Regions from separate parts of the Mus musculus genome. Here region 2 is linked to region 1. Evidence: chromatin contacts called from public Hi-C data. All regions are on one chromosome and are shown on one strand. Each heading gives the region's core, a stretch centred on a gene start, on an enhancer-like site or on the middle of the called end of the contact. The rest is flanking DNA. Distances are from core to core; before and after follow the strand shown. Region 1 has its middle 63 kb from the start of Syk. Region 2 holds the start of Ror2 (receptor tyrosine kinase-like orphan receptor 2).

The links. A called contact is a pair of places that touch in the nucleus more often than the background predicts.
Region 2: a Hi-C map of adipose-derived mesenchymal stem cells shows a contact between it and region 1, with 4 times the contacts expected there. The contact joins the promoter of Ror2 here to the enhancer-like site in region 1. A contact is called at or near these places in 6 of 39 promoter capture datasets (the 3T3-L1 cell line, cranial neural crest, embryonic stem cells and 2 more), 1 of 484 Hi-C or Micro-C datasets (adipose-derived mesenchymal stem cells), 1 of 115 datasets of contacts at active chromatin or transcription factors (pancreatic cancer cells) and 1 of 9 other capture datasets (adipose tissue).

What each region holds. Positions count from the first base shown.
Region 1 is chr13:52,657,382-52,661,422 of GRCm38.p6, reverse strand. No RefSeq gene overlaps it. Among named protein-coding and RNA genes, the nearest start is that of Syk, 63 kb to the right of the region's middle. Within about 2 kb of position 1,887, at least 60 of the 459 cell types and tissues checked have an H3K27ac peak or open chromatin away from gene starts, as enhancers often do. A contact at or near this core is called in adipose-derived mesenchymal stem cells and pancreatic cancer cells, where this site is marked.
Region 2 is chr13:53,284,141-53,288,181 of GRCm38.p6, reverse strand. It overlaps Ror2 (receptor tyrosine kinase-like orphan receptor 2), which reads left to right and starts at 2,058. Exons shown (of 9, transcript NM_013846.4): 1 at 2,058-2,401. The coding sequence starts at 2,305. Gm33574 (a long non-coding RNA gene) reads right to left here and starts at 2,001. Exons shown (of 3, transcript XR_382385.4): 1 at 1,684-2,001.

The DNA of each region.
Region 1 (4,041 bases), core at 638-3,137:
CTAAAGGATCTAGACCCCAGAATCTGACTTGAGTTGGGTTTCTGTCCTTTGGGCAGATTAAACAGGTTCGTGGTTAGCTGCAAGCCACCAATAATGTGTCAGTATCACATTGAGGAAAGAAAGAAAAGCTCTTGCCCTTGGAGTCATTTAGCCAAGAGGGATTTCAGATTCAAATTCTCCACTCCATGCTCCCTAGGCCTTCTGTCTTCTGTCTACATGAGTCCAAGCCTGTGCCTGACTGAAGGCTATCCTTCGGATCGTTCCCTGTATCTGTCACATGGCTGTGTCTGTCTCTGTGTCTGTGAGTGGCGTGACTGTTCTACCTAACACAGGCCTTTGCTCTGCCTTTATTGAGAGTCATGGAAAGCATCTCTCGGGGAAGGAATGGGATTCTTTTCAGAAATCTTTAACGGAGGTTTTATAAGGGATGAAGTCACTGGCTCCAACTGGTCCTAACTGTCTCAGACAACAAACATCACTGCTTATTGGCCAGCGTCCATAAGTGGATGCCATCCACCTGTAGGATAGATTTTAAGAAGTTGCCTTCAACTTCTGTGTTTGCTGTTTAAAGCAAATGATACATATGCCTTGTTCCAGGTTGGGGGCATAGAAGAGTGCATAACTTAAGATTGCAGCTATGCATTAGCTTCGGTTGTAAAAGCTGATTACATGGGAAATCCTAGGCAAGCAAGCTTGGTTATTACAGTGTTCTCTTAGAGGCAGACTAAACAAACAGTTTGAGTCCACAGTAGGATAGCAGCCTTAAGTCTTAAGTGACCTCAAGGTGCATTATTAACTCTGGCTGTGAGGTCCAGCAGAAGTTCCAGTCTTGTAGAATATAAGAGATAATTTTATTATAGTGCATCGCCGTAGTCCTTGACTTTGTGTGCAAGGCATGGTAATGTTGCGATGCATTGTGGGTCCTCCTGTGCTGCAGGCAGACTCCTTACCACCTCCTTTGCGATAACCTACTTTATTTTCTCTTGGGACATTAAAGCAGACACCGACAGTAACTCACTTTTAACTCAGAATTATGAAGGATCCCAAAGGGGTCAGATCAAGTCTTCATATCCACTTCCGTGCAGCCGAGTTCTTGCTCTGTGCTGGAACTATCTCCTTCCCTCTGGCACTAAGATTTCAAGCCAAGCAGAGCATTCAGTCAGAAGAATGGGGAAAAAAGAAAGATGTTGCCAACGTGCCACTAGGGATTCCAGTGAGTGGCACCATCCCATGTCCACTCTTTGATCTCTGATCTGGGATCCCTAGGGTTTTAATCTCGGATGTCTCCCATGGGAATTCCCAGTATTGATCCCAGGTGGTGGTACTGTTGAGAGGGGACATGGAGCTTTTAGGAGGAGGCGGGGTCCAGCTGGGAGAATCAGGTTGTGGGGGTGGGCCTTTGAAGCTCATGGCGGCCTCTGGGCCAGTGCTTTCTTTATCTTCCCACGATGGGAACAGGATTCTCCATCTGTTTTGTCTCTTGGTGACTGAGCTTCTCTTCCCTCCATGGGCCCTTCATGGACCACTGCCCCCAAACCGGGAGCCACGAGAGAGACAGCTCCAGACAGATGATGTTAATTCAGGATATCTAAGTCCCAAGGAGAATCTCCGGGGTAGTCATGATTATTCAAAGCACTGAATAGTAAGCTTGGCTTCCTGGCAATGTGCTCAGGTTAGCCCCCTTCTCCCTCCTGGCACCATCATTAGGCCCTGATCGCAGTTAGCAAAAGGAAGAGCCTGTGCAAACAGACACATTTCTGCACCACCCAAGCCCTGTCGATCTTTCTGGCATTTCTCAGATATTTTCTTGGTTGTGTCAGGAGGATTGCTCATCGTTGGTTTTGACTCATGTCTCAAAATCAAGGAGAGACATTAGCTGTCCCTGTCTTGCGGTTTTTCTCAACACAGCTAGCATGCCTGGGCGTGAGAAGGTACTGGGACGGGGAGAAGGACCAGGTGGAGGCAGGGCAGAGCCTGGAGCCAGGGTCTTCACCTATGCCCATCCGAAAGCATCTCAAATGTGCACAATGCTACGCCCTTGCCTGGAAAGCACAGGCTGGGCTTGAATAGCTTCTCCCTGGCTCCCGGATGCTGTAAGCAGGAATCTTCTAGTCTGGAATAACTCATGAGTCAGTCACAGTTTGGTTTTCAAACCGCTCTCCCTTGGTCAAAATCCCAGGTTATCTGAGTGCCATTAGCAAGGCTGAGCATTCGTGTCGTCCTTGAAACCACTGGCTTCCTGGGAAAGGTCCCGAGGTTCCAGTAATCAAGAGACACTGGAGCAGAGACCAACAGGCTTCTCGCTTAGTCTGCACCCCACCGTTGCCAATCAAAGCCACCAAGATGACTCTATTTTGATGTCAAACTAGCAGACATGATTTTGTGCAAAGTGGACTCTCCTCCCCAACCCCCTTTTGAGACAGGGTCCAGTCAGGCCTTGCGTTGATTATGTAGCAGAGCAGCAAGCGAACACACCCGCTTTTACTCAGTACTCAGACTAAAGCACACTAGGCAAGCTGTCTGTCGACTGAGCCACCCGCCACCTAGGCTCCGAGTAGATTTTTAAAAGAGTAAATAAAGAGATCCGTTTAAATTCCCACTCAGCAGTACTTTGATGTCCAAGATTAGAAATTGCTTCCTTGTATATTATTTCTGCACCTGCTGGAATGTGATTCCTGCCGTGTATCCACTTGGCAGCGCTGACTCTTGTTAAAACAGGTACTTTGTTAAGGAGGAAGCAGCTCTTTCCTGCCTGTGGCCCCCGTGGCAGTCCTGTCCGAGGATCTGCTGCCACCTACTGGACACATGAAGAGTAGCACTGACAGGCGAATCCCCAAAAGTTGCACTGACTTTCTGAGTTGGTGATTGATAAGAGGGGGGTCTTGTCCAGCATAGAGAGGGGCCCACTGGCCAGGCACGTTCATCTTTGTGTTAGGGGCTTGGTGATATGATAGACCCTCCCTTCCTGCTCTTGTCTTCCTCTTCTTCCTCCCATATCCTCTGACCTCCTGGTAATGCTTGTGTTTATTTAACATGGTCCGGGCTAAAAGATATGAACCAGAAGAGCCAACGGCCACCTTCTGGACATTGCTTCATGATCATCTGTGTGACCTACCCTACTTCAGGATGTCCTTATCTGTGTGACCCATCCCCCAGGTATACCCCATGACACGTGCAGGAGGGCTGGCCGAAGGCTGGGTTGGTGTTACAGGGACGGCATATTCCAGGGCTGAGATTCATATGATGGGCCCTGGAAATCCTGGTGCAAGTCAGGGAACCCAGGGCTGAGCATTGAACTTGGAATCCTGCTGCTGTGTGATGCCTTCTGAGGGGTTCACAGTACGGATTGCCAAGAAAACACCCTGAACTGGTGGCCGAGGTACTTCTCGAGTGTGGGCTCAGAGCTGGTGCTGGGTAGTCTGGTGACTGGCTGTGAACAGACAGACAGATACTAGGGCAGGGTATGGGGACACTTGGAGCAGTCCTGAGGACATTGTCACATTAATGCCCACCCCCCCTCACACACACACTGTTACAACCGTTGCTGACTAGACAGTTAAAGGGAAATTCGTATGGCTTTCTCCAAGCTGAGGGAGGGGCTCTGAGAACGGGGGCCCAGTTGCTCTCACTAATTGTTGGCATGGCCAAGAGCGGCTGGGACTTTGTGAGACATCACCTCGGCTCTCAGCTTCCACTCCTCAGAGGAATGCCCCTTTAGAGTTAGAACAAGTCTCCACTAGACCAGGGCACAGCCAGCCGAGCCTGGCTTCACAAAACGGCTTGGGTCTTCTGGTGCTGTGGAAAACTTCCCCAGGGTTTCCCCTACATCGCGCTTGTCCCCTCTCTTCCGTCTCTTTCTGTATATCTGTGTGTACATCATTAATGTTGTCTCCCTTGTTCTCCCTTCTTCCCCTTTCCTTGTTCTGTCATTTCTCTCACACACATACACATATGTGTGTGTCTGTATGTGTGTCTGTGTGTGTCTGTGTGTGTATGTGTGTCTATATGTATGTCTGGATGTGTCTGTGTGTGTCTGTATGT
Region 2 (4,041 bases), core at 809-3,308, 630 kb before region 1:
CTCAAGCTTCGCCCGGTGTGGCACACAGTCTCCTGCTGCTGCCTGTGGATCCGGATGTAGAATCCTCAGCTCCAGCACCATGCCCGCCTGCAGGCTGTGGTGTTTACGATAATGGATGAAACCCTTGAACCTGTAAGTCAGCGTGAACTAAATGTTTCCTTTATAAAAGTTGCCCTGGTCTTGGTTTCATGGCAATGAAACCCTCAATAAGTGGCTTGGGTGGAATTATTTGTGAATTTGGTCTTTGGCAGTAACCTGTCTGGGCTTCATATGGGTGCACTCCTGCAGCACAGGGGAAGGTTTCCAAACTATAGCAACAGATAACATGACTACTGGGGCATGTGTCTGTGGTGGGAGTCCTGCTACTCTACCTGAAGCCCTGTGGGGTTGTGGATTGACAATGACAAAAACAGTGCCATCTTTACCTGGTATTAAAAAGTTACTAAGAATTCTTTTTTTCTCTCTTTTTTTCTCCCCTCCCCCCCTTTTTAAATTTTTGTCTTTTTTTTTTGGAGTCTGTCTCATTATGTAGGTCTGGATATCCTGGAGCTGATTCTGCAGCCCAGGCTGGTCTCAGACTCACAGAGCTCTGCCTGCCTCTGCCTCCCAAGTTCATCAAAGACACATGCCACCGTGACTAGCTACAAATAACTCTTAAAGTCATAAAAAAACCAAGACTACAGGCAACCCAATTAAAACCAAATGTGGGGCTGGAGCTATGCCTTCGTGGGTGAGTGCTTGCCTAACATTCGAGAGGTTCTGGGCTCAGTCTCCAGCACCATCTGCACATGCCTGCAATCCAAGCGCTCAGGAGGCAAAGGCAGGGTACACTCGAGGTTATCTTTGGCTACATAACAACTTTGAAGTTAGTCTAGGATTCATGTACCTCTGTTTAAAAACAACATCAACAACAATGAAAACAACTGAACCAAATAAGACCAACCTTGGTCCTTGGCAACACCCTGTCAAAGAGGAGTGATGCTGCCGGGGCTGGAGAGACAGCTGGCTCAGCAGTTAAGAGCACCGACTGCTCTTGCAGAGGACCCTGGTTCAGTCCCCAGCACTCCCAACGAAGCTCACAATCATCTGCAACCTTAGCTTAAGGGGATGTAAAGCCCTCTTCTGACCTCCTCTGTCACTGCACACATCTAGGTCACAGCCATGCACGCAGGTACTCACACATGCATGTAAAATAAAAATGAGCACATCTCAAAGCAGCAACAACAAAGGCTGGGGATGTAGATCAAACTGTTTGCCTAATATGTAGAAGACCTTGAATTAAACTCCCAGCCTCCTCCTTTCAAATATTTGAAGTGATATTTCCCAGAAGAAGTTTAGGCTGTTGGTGAACAAAGGAAAGATACTACCGTGCAAAGGCACATAACATTCATTAGGAAAATACACGTTAACACATACATTGTCGACGCCCTGGTCTCCAGTGTGTTCTTGGGATACTCCAGGACCCCTCGCTCAAGCTCTGCCCCAGGACCCTTCACTTCCCTGATGTGTGCTGGCTGTTGTCATAGCCTTGGTTGGCTCCCATCCTACTACCCTCATTAATGGGGCGTGTGCTGACTTTTTGCTAGATTCCCGGAGGGTCCTGATCCTCCCAAGGGGCTTGGCAGGACGCCCATGGGGACGCAGCCGGCTATATTCTGGAAAATCTGTGTTCGAAGACCATACCTCATCTCTCACTTTGGGCCCAGGATTTCGAAGAACTGACAACTGAATTCCCCTCGTGGGGCTTCATCAAGGGACGCCTAGTTAATGATTTGTGTGGTCCAGGTCCCCAAGTTTCCAGGCTTCTGATGGTGGGTGGCAACACTGCTGCAAGAGCAGATGAACCGGAGGCTCCACCTTTGTGCCTAGAAGTCCCGGAGGCGCTGGCGGGAGGGCGGGTGCTGCAGGCGGCTCCCTGGACGCAGGGGCGGACCCGGCTCCTTCCCGCTCACTCGGGTCGCTGCCCTTGAGTCACTCCGGCAGAGGGCGCCGGCGCCGGCCTCTCTGCCCATCGGGGCGGGCGAGCTGGGGACCCTGCCTCCTGCGCGCCCGCCCGCGTTCCGCCCCCCCTGTGCTCTTCCCGGCGGCCGGCGGGACGCCCGTGCCCGAGCCCCAGAGTCTCTGCAGTGAATCGGTGCATCGGGGCAGGGAAAAAGGGACACCAGAGTGGCCCTCGAAGGGGACCAGCCTGCGAAGCGCGAGGAAGGAAGAAGCGGACGCGTGGCGGGGAGGGGTTGAGGCGCCCCGGCCCGAAGCCCAAAGGCCGAGCGCGCGGTAGGCGACCGGGCACCCACGGCCCGCAGCATGGCTCGGGGCTGGGTGCGGCCGAGCCGTGTGCCTCTGTGCGCCCGGGCCGTCTGGACGGCTGCGGCGCTCCTGCTCTGGACACCCTGGACGGCAGGTAAGGACCCTGCGTGCGCCCTCCGAGCATTGCCCGCTCTTCCACCACTCTCTCGGCCGCCGCGCGGGCGCCGGTGCTCTCGATCGAGGGGCGCCAGGCAAGGCCATGCTTCGCGCGCTCGGCGCCAGCTTGGGCCCGTGCCCTCAGTCGCCTGGGGCTGGTTCCAATGAGCTGCGCTCTAGGGACCACTAAGTGTTTCCAGAGGCCGGGGTGGGCAGCGGCCGGGAGCTTTTCTTAAGTACATCACAGTCGAGATGTGCACCGGTAGACGTGCTCTGTGTGACCCAAGACCTGGACTCCATCGTTTCTTCCCAGGTCACCGCCGTTCCAGTCCACATGCATCCCTTGAACCTTGTCTGCCTCCGGGGCAGATGCGGTCCTGAGTTAGTCTTTTTTTTCCCCGGGGCAGTGGGGAACGCACGATCGAAGGTCTTGGCTTCCCTTTTGTTGAAATTGGTGGCCAAAGTGGTGTTTGGTGGGTCCTGCTTAGCTGGGGGCTTGGCCCCGGGATTTGATTTGCGAGGCTGAAGGGGAAGTGCCCTTCCCCCTGTCCTCGTAGTGTTTTCTCGAGCGTTTCTTCCACCTCTGGAGGATTCTGTGTGGGCTTGATCAGGGCTCAGGAGACCCTGTCAAGGAGCACAGACGTGTTTTTGGAGGATACCTGGGTAGAAATGACTGTGGTGGCCGGAGGAGGAAGAGGCGATGATCCTCCCAGTGCAAACCCTAGAGCACCTACTGGCCGTCAGGTCTGTGGCCCGAATCCCCGCGGCCTGTTGGCTCGGCTGAAGGTAGGCACGGCCTCCGGGCCCAGGAGGGTCAGGGACTCTTGAGGTTTGCCCTAAGTTTCTGAGCTGCGTGAGACGCGCCCTACTGGGACAGTGACTTCAGTGTTCCCCAGCCCCCCAGTGTTCCCGCAAGCAGGTGAGAGTTAAGGGGCAGAGTCAGGCAGCAGGACTTGGGGATCTTTCCAAGTCCTGCTGTGCGGGGGCGCTTTCTTGTGTCGGGTCCAAAGAAGGAAGGAAATGCTGAGCAACCTTCCAGGAGGGCGTTTGGGTTTAAACCGATGCTGATGGTATTTACCGTTTCTGATCTCTTGATTTGCATTGATACACCTATCCCCGAAAGCAGGAACCGCTGATTGCAGAATGAGAGTGCCCTGTATCTTAAATTAATGTCATTACCAAACTGCCCGCCCCGCAAGAATTCCCCCTTCTCCACCATCAAGAAATTCTTTTGAAACTAAGGGGCTATAAACTGGTCGCCTCCATAGGGATTTTGGCCTTTGCCACAGGCCCTTACAAATCTTGTGGTTTGGGGTGTCTTGAGGTGTAGCTGGGGTGGGGGCACAGGATCCGCTATGGTAAGGGGGCAGGAGCCTTGGTTGCTTAAAGTCAATTTTGTAACCAGAGTAGAAAGGCCTACTTGCATTTTGAATGTATCAGTTTGAGGACTGCCTTCACTTGGGTAGGAAGGATAATCGCGTCTGATGAAGAAAGCCACCAGCCCCCCCCCCCCCCATCTGTGGGGGTAATTTATCTTTGCTAGTGAAATGGAACTGTAATCTCTAGAAAGACTTTGTTTCTCTTGTTTCTGGATTGTTTGCTAGTCTAGTCGATAGATAACAGGCATGCTTGTTCGTG